2 separate regions of the Anas platyrhynchos genome follow, and region 1 is linked to region 2. The links are chromatin contacts, called in public Hi-C maps. All regions are on one chromosome and are shown on one strand. Each heading gives the region's core, a stretch centred on a gene start, on an enhancer-like site or on the middle of the called end of the contact. The rest is flanking DNA. Distances are from core to core; before and after follow the strand shown. Region 1 holds the start of PITPNA (phosphatidylinositol transfer protein alpha). Region 2 holds the start of RPA1 (replication protein A1).

The links. Hi-C and Micro-C count contacts between places; a contact is called where the count stands out from the background.
Region 1: a Hi-C map of skeletal muscle shows a contact between it and region 2, with 4 times the contacts expected there. The contact joins the promoter of PITPNA here to the promoter of RPA1 in region 2. A contact is called at or near these places in 4 of 8 Hi-C or Micro-C datasets (liver, skeletal muscle and subcutaneous adipose tissue).

What each region holds. Positions count from the first base shown.
Region 1 is chr20:5,610,405-5,617,027 of IASCAAS_PekinDuck_T2T, forward strand. PITPNA (phosphatidylinositol transfer protein alpha) reads left to right here and starts at 3,069. Exons shown (of 11, transcript XM_072025935.1): 1 at 3,069-3,207. The coding sequence starts at 3,188. It overlaps LOC113845614 (a long non-coding RNA gene), which reads right to left and starts at 4,043. Exons shown (of 2, transcript XR_005260248.2): 1 at 3,824-4,043; 2 at 2,616-2,725.
Region 2 is chr20:5,479,243-5,485,171 of IASCAAS_PekinDuck_T2T, forward strand. It overlaps RPA1 (replication protein A1), which reads right to left and starts at 2,850. Exons shown (of 17, transcript XM_027472115.3): 1 at 2,692-2,850; 2 at 2,330-2,377; 3 at 1,794-1,872; 4 at 1,113-1,221; 5 at 215-303. The coding sequence starts at 2,805. It overlaps SMYD4 (SET and MYND domain containing 4), which reads left to right and starts at 2,849. Exons shown (of 11, transcript XR_003501329.3): 1 at 2,849-3,047; 2 at 3,123-3,273; 3 at 4,017-4,106; 4 at 4,518-5,676.

The sequences.
Region 1 (6,623 bases), core at 1,819-4,318, 130 kb after region 2:
TTTAAAACAAGGGGCTGGTTAAACAATGGTCTGATGCATCCAATAACTCAGGGAGATTTTAAGTTGCTGTAAAAAAAAGAAAGTTACGCCAAGGAAAGATTACTTTCCTGCACACTCAGTCTCTTCAAGAATATGCTAATGGTCAAAGATTGAGAAAATACATGCTGGGTTAGGTGGAACGCTGATCTGATCTCATGGGGTGTGATTTACTCTGATAGTTGTGAGCTAAATTCATTTTAAAAGCAGTCTCAAACTTATCTACAAATCTGTATCTGCATGCTAGATGTGCACATCCTCTACTAATTGTGGCATAACTGCTTAAATGCTGCACCTTCTGCAGGGGTCGGCTTTAAGAAGATAAACAAAGTATTCTGGCTTCAGCCTTTTCTAAATGTTGCCTTGGATGCTGCAGAAACAAACTGTTGAGATGGTCCTGTTAAGCATGATTGTTCAGGGACAGTTTGCCTTGTTTGTTGATGCTTATGGAAATGTAATAATTACATACATTTGGAATGGAAAATAGCATTGCTGCTTTCTAGCCAAGTGATGCAGGACTAAGAAAATTCCCAGTGCACTCTTCTGTGTGCATGAGCAATCCTGTGGAAAAAATAAGTGGGCTACCAAATACTAGAGAGCCACATAAATTAGATCAATAACGAATTTACCTCTATAACTCAAATGTAGGTCAATGTGTTGAAGTAGTTTCATTATTCCTAGATGCTTGAATTGGTAGGGCTTTTCCATGCCCCTTTCCCTATCACTCGTATTAGAAGGGCGAGGAGGTAGTCATGGAAAAAGCCTCACCTCCTCAGTACGAGCATCCCTACCTGAATGTAATGAAGCAGAAACCTAAGCTGTAGGTGCCTGCCATTTGTAGAAACCGTCCATCAGGGATGTTGCTGTGTAAAGGTGATGCATTTAATATTTTTATTATTATTATTATCTTATTTTATTTTATTAGAAAAACTGAATGGGGAAGGAAGGGTGATTGCTTTTTCCTTTCACTAATTTGTCACTACCTAAGTCCCATCAATAATCTACAAAGTACATCAACAAGCAGTGCATGTTGCCATTAAGAGTAGCACAGAATATCTGTGGTGTTTTTTCTGATCAGGACTTGTAACTGTATTCAGTTGCTGACAGAGTATCTGGATCCTTAAGATGTAACTGGACAGGTGTACAAAAATAAGAAAAGAACAAGTCTTGCTGGGAGTCCCACTTAACTGCAACACAGCTACAAGTGAAATGTTTAATGTCCACAACAAAACCTGAGCTCTTCATGCTCTGTCTACAAAGGAAAATTGTAGGATAACGAGATTTTTAACTAAGACAGTAAATCACTAAAATGTTTTAAAGTAAGAAATTTCCCTCTTGATAGTCTGATGGGTTTGGGAAATATGCCACAAAATATAAAGCAGATACTGCAAGGGAAAAAGAAAATCTTCAAGTTTTGTTAAATTTCTGCTTTGAGCATTTTTTTCCCTGCATCTGCAAAGCTCTTGCTATTTCCCTATGTCCCAGTTTAGAAGTGCAAAGTGATTCATAATAGAAAATAATATTACACTAAGGTTACTGATGGGAAGGGCCTGAAAAAAAAACAAACCCAACATTGACAATTAAAAAAAAAAAAAAAAAAAGACGCTCCTGATGACATGTCACCATTATAATCTCTGGAAATAGCTGAAACAATGATGTATTGTGTAGATGCATTCCGACACATTAATTATAAACCCTACAGCTTGTTTTTCTACCTGTGCGGCTCTGCCTGTCTCTGCGCAATCTGTTTTTATCAGGTGTGCTGTGCTCCATGCTGTTGTCCTCTTCCTAGTGCCTGACCCTCTGCAACTTGCTTTTTATTCTTGGAATAATCTCCCCCTTCCTGTTTTTTTTTTAGATGTCCCCCCCTTTCAACCTGACAGCCTCCACTTCTTCCTGTCCCCAAGATTTTTGTTTTGTGGCGTGTTTGTCAAAGCTGAAATGTAAGCGCCCTGTGGCAGGCCAGCATCATCTTTTATGTGTCTGTAAGGTGATGTGCATTCTTGCAGTGCTATCTAAAAATAAATGTGGTATTAAGTTAATCATTAGTTTTCCTTTTGAGGCTGAACATAATAAAAGTATTGCTTGCTTCCTAACAAGACCATGTAAGCCTGAGCGCTTTACGCAGTGCTGTCTGCCAAATTGCTTGGCTGCACTTCGAATGCTTTCTTGTCCTTTTCTTCTCTAGGTAGGAGCTCACAGCCAGAGTTCAATTAATCTTCATCTGAGGAAAAAAAATCTTAATGCATTAGTATTTATTATTATTTTTAATCGAGATAGCTGGCTGAGAAAGAGGTCAAGCTTTATCAAACAGGGTGACCTGGTATCCAGTAGTGACAGATAAATGTGTGTAGCCATAGGTGGGAGCGTTATAGCAGAGGTGGGCTGGGTGTGAGTGAAAAACCCGCACATTTCAGTTATCCACACTCAAGCCTGGTGATGCTGGACGTATGGGGCTTGATTTTCCAGTCAAATAAAGGGGATCCTGGCTCTGTGCGATTGCAGTGATGAAGTAGTACAGCTGCTGCTCTTCAGCTATTTTCCTGCCTTAAACAGAGGTCACTCACACAGAGACCAAAACAGAACCCACGCTTTTTATTTTTTTATTATCATTTCAAGGTATCTTTAGCAATTTCACGTCATCTTCCACGCCAAGCGCACCTCACATCACCGAGGACTCGCCATAAACCTTAAAAAAAAAAACACAAAAAACCACTCCTTGCATCATCCCTTAAATCTCCACATGAACATCACGTCATTTACCAACCCCTTATTACACAAAAAGAGCAGTTTGTAGAGGCCGAACCTCAATAATTAAAAAAAAAAAAAGGGGAGGGGGGGGCGAGAAGCGCTGAGGCGGGAAACCTCCCCCCCCCCCCCCCCCTTTCACCCCCCCCTCACCAAGCCCGCAACGGCCTCCCGCGAGGCGTGCGCGCGCGCCGCCCGCGCGCCGCCGTGACGCAGCCGTTGCCCCGGCAACGCCCCGCCCCCTGCTCCCACCGCCCCGCTCCCCCCCCTCCCCTCCCGGTTCTCCCCCCCCCCCCCCTTTCTCCCTCCCTCCTCTTTTCCTTTCCCCTCCCCTCCCCTCCCCGTCCCGGTGCGGCGCGGAGCGGCCGGGAGGCGCCCGGTACCGTGAGCGGGAGGCGCCGCCATGGTGCTCATCAAGGAATAGTGAGTGCGGGCAGCTCCTTTTCTCTCCCCCCCCCCCCCCTTTTTCCTTTGCTTCTGGCCTCTGAGGAGCGGCGGGGTGCGTTTTGGGGGGGGGGGGGGGAGAAAAATAATAATAATTAAAAAAAAAAAAGGCCCGGTGCCGGTGTGGGAGGGAAGGACGGGCGCGGGGGGCGCTGTGTGAAGGTCACGGAGGCGGCTGTGAGGTGAAGGAGCCCCCCCCCCCCCGCCTCGCAAGGAACCGGAGGCCACAAGCGGGGCCCGGCCTCCCGGTGCTGCTCCCCCGGGCCCGGCGGCGCCTCACGGTGTGTGGGGAGGGCGGTTTAGGGCCTGCTGTGCCCCCCCCCCCCTTCTCTTTTTGGCCTTTCCTTCAGCACCGGCTGGGGCCGGGTGTCCCCCACCCGGGGGGAGCCCTCCTGGGCCGGGCTGCCAGGGCAAGGGGTTGGGGTTTTCCTCACAGGGACGCGATGTCAGGGATTCTGCCCCCATCTAAATGACAAGCTGGGTGTTTTATCGCCCTCGTCCTTTCCTTTAGCCGTGTGGTTTCTAGCTAGGAACTCAACGAGGACTTCAGCGTGGCGGAGAGCTCCGAAATAACGTCTGGGTGCGCAGCCCTCACCTTGGAGTTGGGCGCCGTTGCTGCGGTTGTTCTGGTGGAAGGCAGGCTGCAGGCAGGCCGGCGGATCCGTCCCAGCTGCGTGGAACTATTAGTCACAGCGCTGTGCCCAAGCCTTTTGTTCGGCACCTTTCTGCCTGCTAACGTGGTGTGCTCTTTTGGACCGGTGCACTTTGGTTAGGTGGCTCGGAGCTGGGCGCACCGCTGCACGGCTCAGCCGGCAGCTCTCAAGGCTCGGATGTTCAGTTTACATTTGGTTTCCCTACGTGCATCCTGGCCTTTTAAACTTCTTCAGACTGATAGAAAACACTTATTTCCCCCCTCCCTCTTCTTTTATGGAGGGATTGCTCTGATCCCAATGACAAAGTGGGTTTTCAGGTCTTCTCTCAGACACATATACCTACATGACAGTGTCCTCCTTGTAGCAGTTGCTTTGTCAGATTGTGGATGCGCTTTGGATCTAAGTATTAAAACTCTGAGGAAGGTTGTGCTGATCCTTGTAGTTGTCTTTAAGCTTGAATAACTTCCCCCCCAATCTTTAAACCTGTGCTATTTTTATCCAACAATAGGGGTGTAGAATTTAAGAGCTGGTCACTGTAACACAGAGGCACTGTTACCTTCTGTAGTGCTAAACTGGACAGCAAACAGAAGCACGGGCTGAGCACTTAGTTTCAGATGCATGAAAAGCTAATTAATTTGTTCTTCTATAACATCTATTTCATTGAGATTACCCTATTAATTTAGTTGGTTAATGTACTTTGCTTCTTACAGCACCTGTCTGGTTTATTTCTATTCAAATTCATGTATGTTTCCTGCTTCTACTTTCCAGTGTGTTGCCCTGTACTGCAGTGAAGCTCACTTGCCAGTGAGCTAGGTTGCATACAGAACATCATGTAAAGATGGGAATGTCGGTACTTTAAATTGTCAGACTTCTGAGTTTAAAGTCTATTTTGATAAGGATCACTTCCAAAAATCATTTTTCTTGTTATTGTCATTTACCTCACCAAATCAGTATACCTACTGGTCTTACATGCTGCTCCTTCCTAAAAGAAAATGCAGAGTAGATGTTTAGACTGAAGGTTAAAAGAGCAGAATTACTGAATTTCTGTCTTTTTACAGGCTTCCATTTCTTTTTTTCAGAAGGGTTGGCAAACCTTTTGAGTCTTGTTAGCTATATTGTCCTGTTCCTTTTCTCTCCACTGTGTCTCTGTTAAGACGTCCTCACGTGGCTCTAAGGACAGTCAAGGTTGCTGCTGCCCATTAAAAACTTGTGCATTGACTTTGGATTTCTTGGGATTCCCAACTGGCTCCAACAGTTGCACAGTCAGAGTTGTGTCACTGTTGGTTTCGGTATTAATCATCCTCGACATTGTGTGTAAAAGTCGCCCATCTTGCATGCTGTTGGGGAACTCTTGTGTTCTAGGAAGCGGTTATTTAAAGCGTATGGAAACGACTTCTTTTGGCATGACCTGGATAGTCAAAAGCATTCTGTTGCCTGTGTTTAGTTCTGGTTGCCCCAGCACTGCAGTCAGGTACCTTGCTGCCTGCCTGCTGCTGTAGGTGGCAGAAACACAGGCGAGCTGTGTGCCATCTGAGCAGATTGTTCTTCCACCGCTGTGACCCCTCGTCACATCCGCCCTACTAAATCAAATGGGTATTATTATGGGCTCCGTAGGTATTTTAGGAGATATTACAGATATAGAGCAATATAACAAAAAGCCTGTATCACATCTTTTATTCTCAGACAATCTGCATCATCTGTCTTTTTCTGTGCAGCTTCTCTCACTGGTGGTTAGGCAGTGATAGCTTTAAAGTTTTCCTTTCATGTCCTATCAATCTTTCAGACTTATCTTTCATTTCTACCTATCCATACTCTGGATAAGCTGCATGGTTGGGTTTTGTGCGTGGGTGAGAGGGTTGTTGCGTTTTGGTTTTGGTTTTCTTTGTCTCTTTGGTTGGTTTCAGCTGCAAAGTTTGTAAGTGCTGGTTAAGATCTTGCATGCTTGCACGCTCTCCCTATTTTGATTTATACTGCATCGGAAGACCTTGAGGAGAATCTGAGTATAGAGAGTCGCTTCCCTTTCCTGTGAAGTGACGATAATGACACTGACCTTCTCTGCAGCTGTACTTCCCTTTGCTGTCATTTGAGGCATATTTTAATCTAGGAAGAATCTTAAATGTTCTTTGCCATTTTCAGGCCTTTGATGTGGCAGGCAACCACATCATACAATTTCATGTCTTTTGGTCAAGTTCTGTCCCAAAGTTAGGTGTCTTTGTTCCTCTTGCTGCTCCTGGGAGGCTTTTTCTCTGGATGCTCTTGAGTAGTTTTCCCTCCTCCTCCTTTATTGCTTGATGGCCTATAAATGTTAGTCATCCCCCGCGTTCTTTGTTTGCTAGGCTAAACAAACTGTAAACTATTTAACTTCTGTGTTTGTTTCTCCGTTCGTGCACATCAAGCTATAAAGTAATATTCAGATCTAGTGGCTTCCAGTTTCTTACATAGCATTTTGTTAGCTTATATTAATCTTTTTATGCCAGGTTTTCTAAAGACCATTTTTGCACTTCATTCCAAAGCCAATGTTTCTTCCCTGTTACTTGGTTTTTCACCTTTATTTATCATCCTGTCCCTCTTTTCGTTCTACTGTAGTTTTATCCAGTTAACTAAGCTAATATTGTGTTTGATGAGGTGGTCTGTATGTGGAGAACCATTCTCCATTTTTTTTCTCCTCCCTGATGTACAGAATACCATACTGAATTGGACTAAAGGTCCTCTTCCATTTTGCTTTCTAGCAGATATTTTTAG
Region 2 (5,929 bases), core at 1,600-4,099:
GCTAGAGACAAGGTGCAGAGTTTGTGAAAATATGGACAAACCCTACTTGTTACACAAACAGAAAGGATTTCTGAGATACAGACATTACTGCTGGAGGCATAAGAAAGCTGAACATGCTTGATTGCTTCTTTTTAAAGGCAAAGAAAGACAGCTGAAAGACTATCATAACAGATAGTGTGTTTGGATGAGGTATTTGTTCACAGAGGATACTCACCTTCATTGTACGGCACTGGATTGCCAATATTACCACCAACCATATCAGCAGTTTTTAGAACATCTAAGTCCATCAAGATAACCACTCTCCTACAAACACAAAATAGACAATTACAAAAGGACTTTCGCTCCCTCTGCAAGTTTATCAGACTGAGTATCCTTCCTGCGCAGATACCAGAAGCAACCATTAGGGGCTGCTTCTTTGTACAAGGGAGGTAGAAAACAAAAGCTCTCCACTGTCAGCTTAACCCTCTCGTGATGCACAAGTAGGCTTGGAAAAGCATCGTGTTTCATCAAGGACAGCCGATGGCAGGCTGCATGGGAACACTAAAATGGCTAAAAACAGCATTTCAAGAGTACTGAAACCATGACAGATTTTACAAGAGAATCCGTTCCCTGCCTCAAAAGAAGTTATGTTCCCTCCAGAAAACTGTGGAATAAAAACAGATACAGAACCTCCAATCATGTTCTCCCAGACTTATGCAGCTGTTAGATGATCATTTCACTCAGACCTCTTCTCATTTTACTGTGCCTAATTCGCTTCTCTTAAAGTCTCATAATAGACCAAAGATTTTACAACACCTAAGTGACATGAAATCTTCACTGTTTCTTTACCACATCAGGTAGTTTTTAGTGAGTTGAAAAGAAACCACCACAATTTGGAGTATTCTAATTGTAAGTCTTCAATTACTAAGTCACTTTGCTAGGCACATATACACCTGCTGCAGTCACATCCTTGAAATGCCTGTGCTGTGTATTTTTCCTCCTGCACCCTAAAGACTTATTATTTTCAGATAATCCTAATCAAAAGGATTTGGTCTTTGCTTAGTCACCCAGGACAGAGCACCTGCTAGCACACCTGTCTTTTTGTAGAACCCTACTTGAAGAAATGTACGTACCTTCCATCTTTCAAGCTGTTGACAATGAATCTGTTAACCTGGCAAATACACTGGGCTGATAAGCGTTCCTCTTCCACGAGAGAGTTCAGCTGCGTTGCCAACATGAAGGCTGCAAAAATAGGAGAAATATGATGAAACAATTTACTCATACCAGCCTTAAGTGGATCTACCAAAACCATACACTTTTCCAGCCAGTCTACTAGCATTACATTAGACCTACAATTTGCTTGGTTAACTAGCACATAGAAAACAGTGTAACAGCTAACAAGTCACCAACACTGAACATACACTTAATTGTATTTATTCCCAAACTTCAGAGTGCAATGACAGAATCATTTAGCTTGGAAAAGACCTTTAAGATGATAATATATTAAAGAAATCACACAAAAAAACAAGATAATTACTTTGAAAATCTGTGTTACAAAAACATATAGATCTCTGCACCTCGATTATATGCTAGAGCAAGTTAATTGCTTAAACCTCACAAAAGAAGTTCCAGAGAAGGAATTTTTCTGAGTGTTAAAAAGCAGCTGCACACTTCAGAGTCTGCAGTCCACATTTACACCACATTCTCATCCAATACTTCTTTCATCACTATGCAATGTGACGTTAAACCTGAAACTTCAGCATCATCAGTACTGCCCCGCTTATAAAAATCTCACGGCAGCTTTTCATACTTACAGGACAGCGTGTTAACCCCATCGCTCATCAGCACTCGGTAACGAGGAGGCCCATTTCCTGTAGCAATAGCCCGTGTATTCTATGGAGAAAACAACAGGTCATTATTTCCTGCTCATTTCCTCCGAAGCCTGTCAAAAGCATGAATCGAAACCTTCTAGATATCAGGAGGAAATTCTTTGCTGTCAGAGTGCTGAGGCACTGCAACAGGCTGCCCAGGAAAGATGTGGATGCCTCATCCCTGGAGGTGTCCAAGGCCAGGCTGGATGGGGCTTTGACAACCCGATCTAGGGGGTGGCGTCCTGCCAACGGCAGGGGGTTGGAGTTAGGCAGTTTTTAAGGTCCTTTCCAACCCGAGTCATTCTGTAATTAATAGCCGAAGTGAACTTGCATATCTTGAAAGCAGCTACCAACTGCACAGCTCAAGTCACACAAAACCTATTACTCTAAATGACATCGAGGGCACGTCAGCCACACTGGGCTCCTCAACAAAGCTGACCGCCGACCCGCCAGCAGCAAGAGGCTGCTGGAGTACTCACGATGACTTGCAGCACAGGCTTCGTGACGTTCTCCCCCTGCATGATGGCCTGGAGAGGAGAAAAAGAGAACCTCAGCGAGCTGCCACCGCCACGGTTGCTTCGAGGAGACCCCAAGCGGGGGCAGGCTGCAACCAGAGGGCCCCCCGGAGGCTCTGAGGGCCGGGACCACCTCAGAGCACGGCCCCGCTCCGCTCCCCTCAGGGCCGGGGCCTGCAGCGGGTCCCCGCCACCCGCCCCGAGCCCTCATCCCCAGGCCTCACGCAACCTTCGCACCCCCCCCACAACCCGAACCGAGCCCAGGGGGTCCCAAACGCGTTCCCCCGCCCGGTCCCGGTGCTCGGGGCCGCCCGGGGGCCGCTCACCGCGATGGCGCCCTCGCTGAGGCGCACGCTCATGGTGCCGCCGCTCCCGCCGCGCTCCGCCACCGCCGAATCCTCCCGCCGCTCCGAGCCGCGCTCCCACTTCCGGCGCGTCATGACGTCACCAATCCCAGGTTTCTCTATTGGCTGCCCGGCTCTGTACGGCGGAAGCGCTGCTGGGGTTCTCCACTGGGCGCCGCCATTAAGCGGCGGTGCCGGTGCCTCCCTATGGCGCTGCCGGTGGAGGAATGGCGGCGCTGCGCCGAGCGGTGCCGGGCAGCGCTAGGGCCGGTGCTGAGGGAACGGCTGGAGGCGGCGCCGCTGGGCGAGGCGCTGCGGTTGGGCTGCGGCCTCCTCAGGTGAGCCCCGGGGCTGGAGGGACCGGGATAGGCCGTGCCGTACGGTGCTGAGCCCTCCCCGCGTTGTCCCGGCAGGCCGGGAGCGGAGGAGGCGGCGGCCCTGCAGCGGCTGTGCCTCAGGGCGAGCACCGGCAAGGAGCCCGCGGCCGCTCGCTGGTACCGGCAGGAGGGGAACCGGCGGTTCGGCCGCGGGTGCTATGGGGATGCTGCGCTGCTCTACTCGCAGGTATGGGGCTCGCGGGGTCCCCCCCTCACGGTGTTTGGGGTCCCCCCCCAGGGTTTGGGGTCCCCTCATGCCCCCCTCTACCCTCTGGTATTTGGGGTCCCCTCACGTTCCGTCCCCCTATCAGTATTTGGGGTCCTGTCACATCCCCACTGTCCTCCCCCCGGTATTTGGGGTCCCCTCACACCCCTCTCTGCCCCCCGGTATTTGGAGTCCCCTCGTGTCCCTGCTGTTCCCCCCCCGGTATTTGGGATCTTCTCACACCCCCCTCCACTCTCTGGTATTTGGGGTCCCCTCGCATCCCCCTGCCCCCCCCCCCAGTGTTTGGGGTCCCCTCACACTCCCCTTTGCCCCCCCAGTGTTTGGGGTCCCCTCACGTCATCTCTGTCCCCCCTCGGTGTTTGGGGCCCCCTCATGTCCCTGGTCCCCGCACATCTCTGCTGTCGTCCCCCCCCCCTGGGTATTTGGGGTCCCCTCACATCCCTGCTGTGTCCCCCCCAGTGTTTGGGGTCCCCTCACATCCCTGGTGTTTGGGGTCCCCTCATGTTGAGTCCCCCCTCTATTTGGGGTCCCCTCACCTCGCTGTGTAGGGAATCTCCCCCTGGTGTTTGAAGGGTCTTCCCCCATCTTTGGGGGTTCCCCATGAGGTGGGATCCGGGTGAGGAGGGTCCCGCTGAGGGTGCCCCCTGTGAGGCACACCCCGTGGTGCCCCCCTGTGAGGCAGCACCCTCCGTTCTCCTCCCCAGGCAGCGTCCCATGAGCTCCCCGGCAGCCCCGAGGTGTCCCTGTGCTTCGCCAACCGCTCTGCAGCCCTCTTCCACCTCGGCCACTTTGAGGTAAGAGGTTTTGGGGTGCCCCTGAGGGGTTCCTGAGCGTCCTGGAGCAGGTCTGTGTGTGCAGGGGGAAACAGGACAAAGAAGAGCCCAAACAGCATCTGAGGTGTTGCCCTGCAATGCCTGCACGGGGGGCCTCAGGTGGCTGCTTCTGTAAAGGCCACGGTAACAACTGGTTGTTAAACAAGAGGCTGTGGATCAGGTGAGCTGCTGAAGCTGTGCTCAAAGCTTCCATCATTACTTTCGTGATTTCCTTCTTATGCTCTTAGGAGTCTTTATCTGGCCGCAGATTGGCTATGAACGGGAAATTTGCCAATTAAAAATTTGGTCTTATTAAAAAGCGATGAATCCTCCATGGAGTAAAAGCACACGTGGTTTTCAAGTATGTTTAAAAGGCCTTATCTTTGTTTCTAGGTTTGCTTGGAAGATATTGCCAGGGCTCAGAGTCATGGCTATCCGGACAGACTGCTGCCCAAGGTCTTGCTGCGGAAAGTGGAATGCCTGCTGTGCCTGGGGAGGGTGCAGGATGCTGCAGACGCCCTCGCTGCAGTGGAGAATAAAATTGCTGTGGATGGGATTATGACTGGTGCTGAACACCAGACGCTGCTGAAAAAGTTAAATCAATTGAAGCTTAAAGTACGTGAGAGAGAGAGCTGTCCAGAGCCTGCACGAGAAGCGTGTGGTGATGCTCAAAGAGAGTCAGAGATCTGGGAAGAGAACGACAGTATTTCGGGTGCGTCCTCATCTTTGAGCTTGAAGTTCAATGCAGAGAAAGGACGTCACTTGGTGGCCTCACAGGACATCCTGCCGGGACAGAACCTGTTGAAAGAGGAGGCCTTTGTAAGCGTGCTCTGCCCAGAAGAAGGGGAGAGCCACCTGCTGCAGGACAGCAGTGAAATGGTGTGGGATGCTCAAGTCACTAATGCAGATCTGTATTGCCACCGCTGTCTGAAGCAGCTTTTAGCCTCTGTGCCTTGCCGTGGGTGCAGTTATGCGAAGTACTGCAGCCAAAACTGTGCAGATACGGCGTGGGAGCAATACCACAGGACAGAGTGCTCCTTGGGAGGGCTGCTCCTCACGTTAGGGGTCTTCTGCCACGTTGCTTTAAGGACTGTTCTACTGGCAGGATTTTCAGAGGTTAGCAGGCTTGTGGAGCAGTCCCATGATGATGATGATGATCTTCCTAACACCAAGACAAGATGTAAACATCCCAGTGAGGCACCAGCTACAAGAACTGGATCCAGAGCTATCCCTGGTTGTAATGATAATGGCCAGTACCAGAGTTCTTACCGAGCTGTGTTCAACCTCTTGCCACATGCTGAGAAGCATAGCCCTGAACACAAGTTCCTCTGCATGCTGAGTGTAGTGGCTATATGCAGAAAACTGCAAGAAGCCGGTCTGGAGGCTGCTGTTCTGAATCAGGAATCATCTGAGAAGGGATCCGGACCGAAGGCATGTGAAAAAACATCTGATGAGCTGTCTCCAGAGCTGCAGATTATGGCAGAAGCAATGCTGAGGCATGTGTTGCAGCTGCAATGCAATGCACAAGCGATCACCGTAATGCAGGAGTTGGGTAAGAAAAACTTTTAAGCTCTTCCTTGTTATCCTTGTTCATCTGGTTCGTGTGAAGCAAAGAGTTGTAGAAAGCTCCTGTTGCAGATGGGAACGACTTGCTTAAAATTAATGTCCTGTCCCAGGCCAGCCTGTTCTTTGGTACATACATAGATGATATTTAGCTACTTTTTATTGTAGTAATATACCAGAAATGTTTCTACTAAAGGAATCTTTCTAGGGAAAGAATCTTTCTAGTGGCCCAATTTGTGATG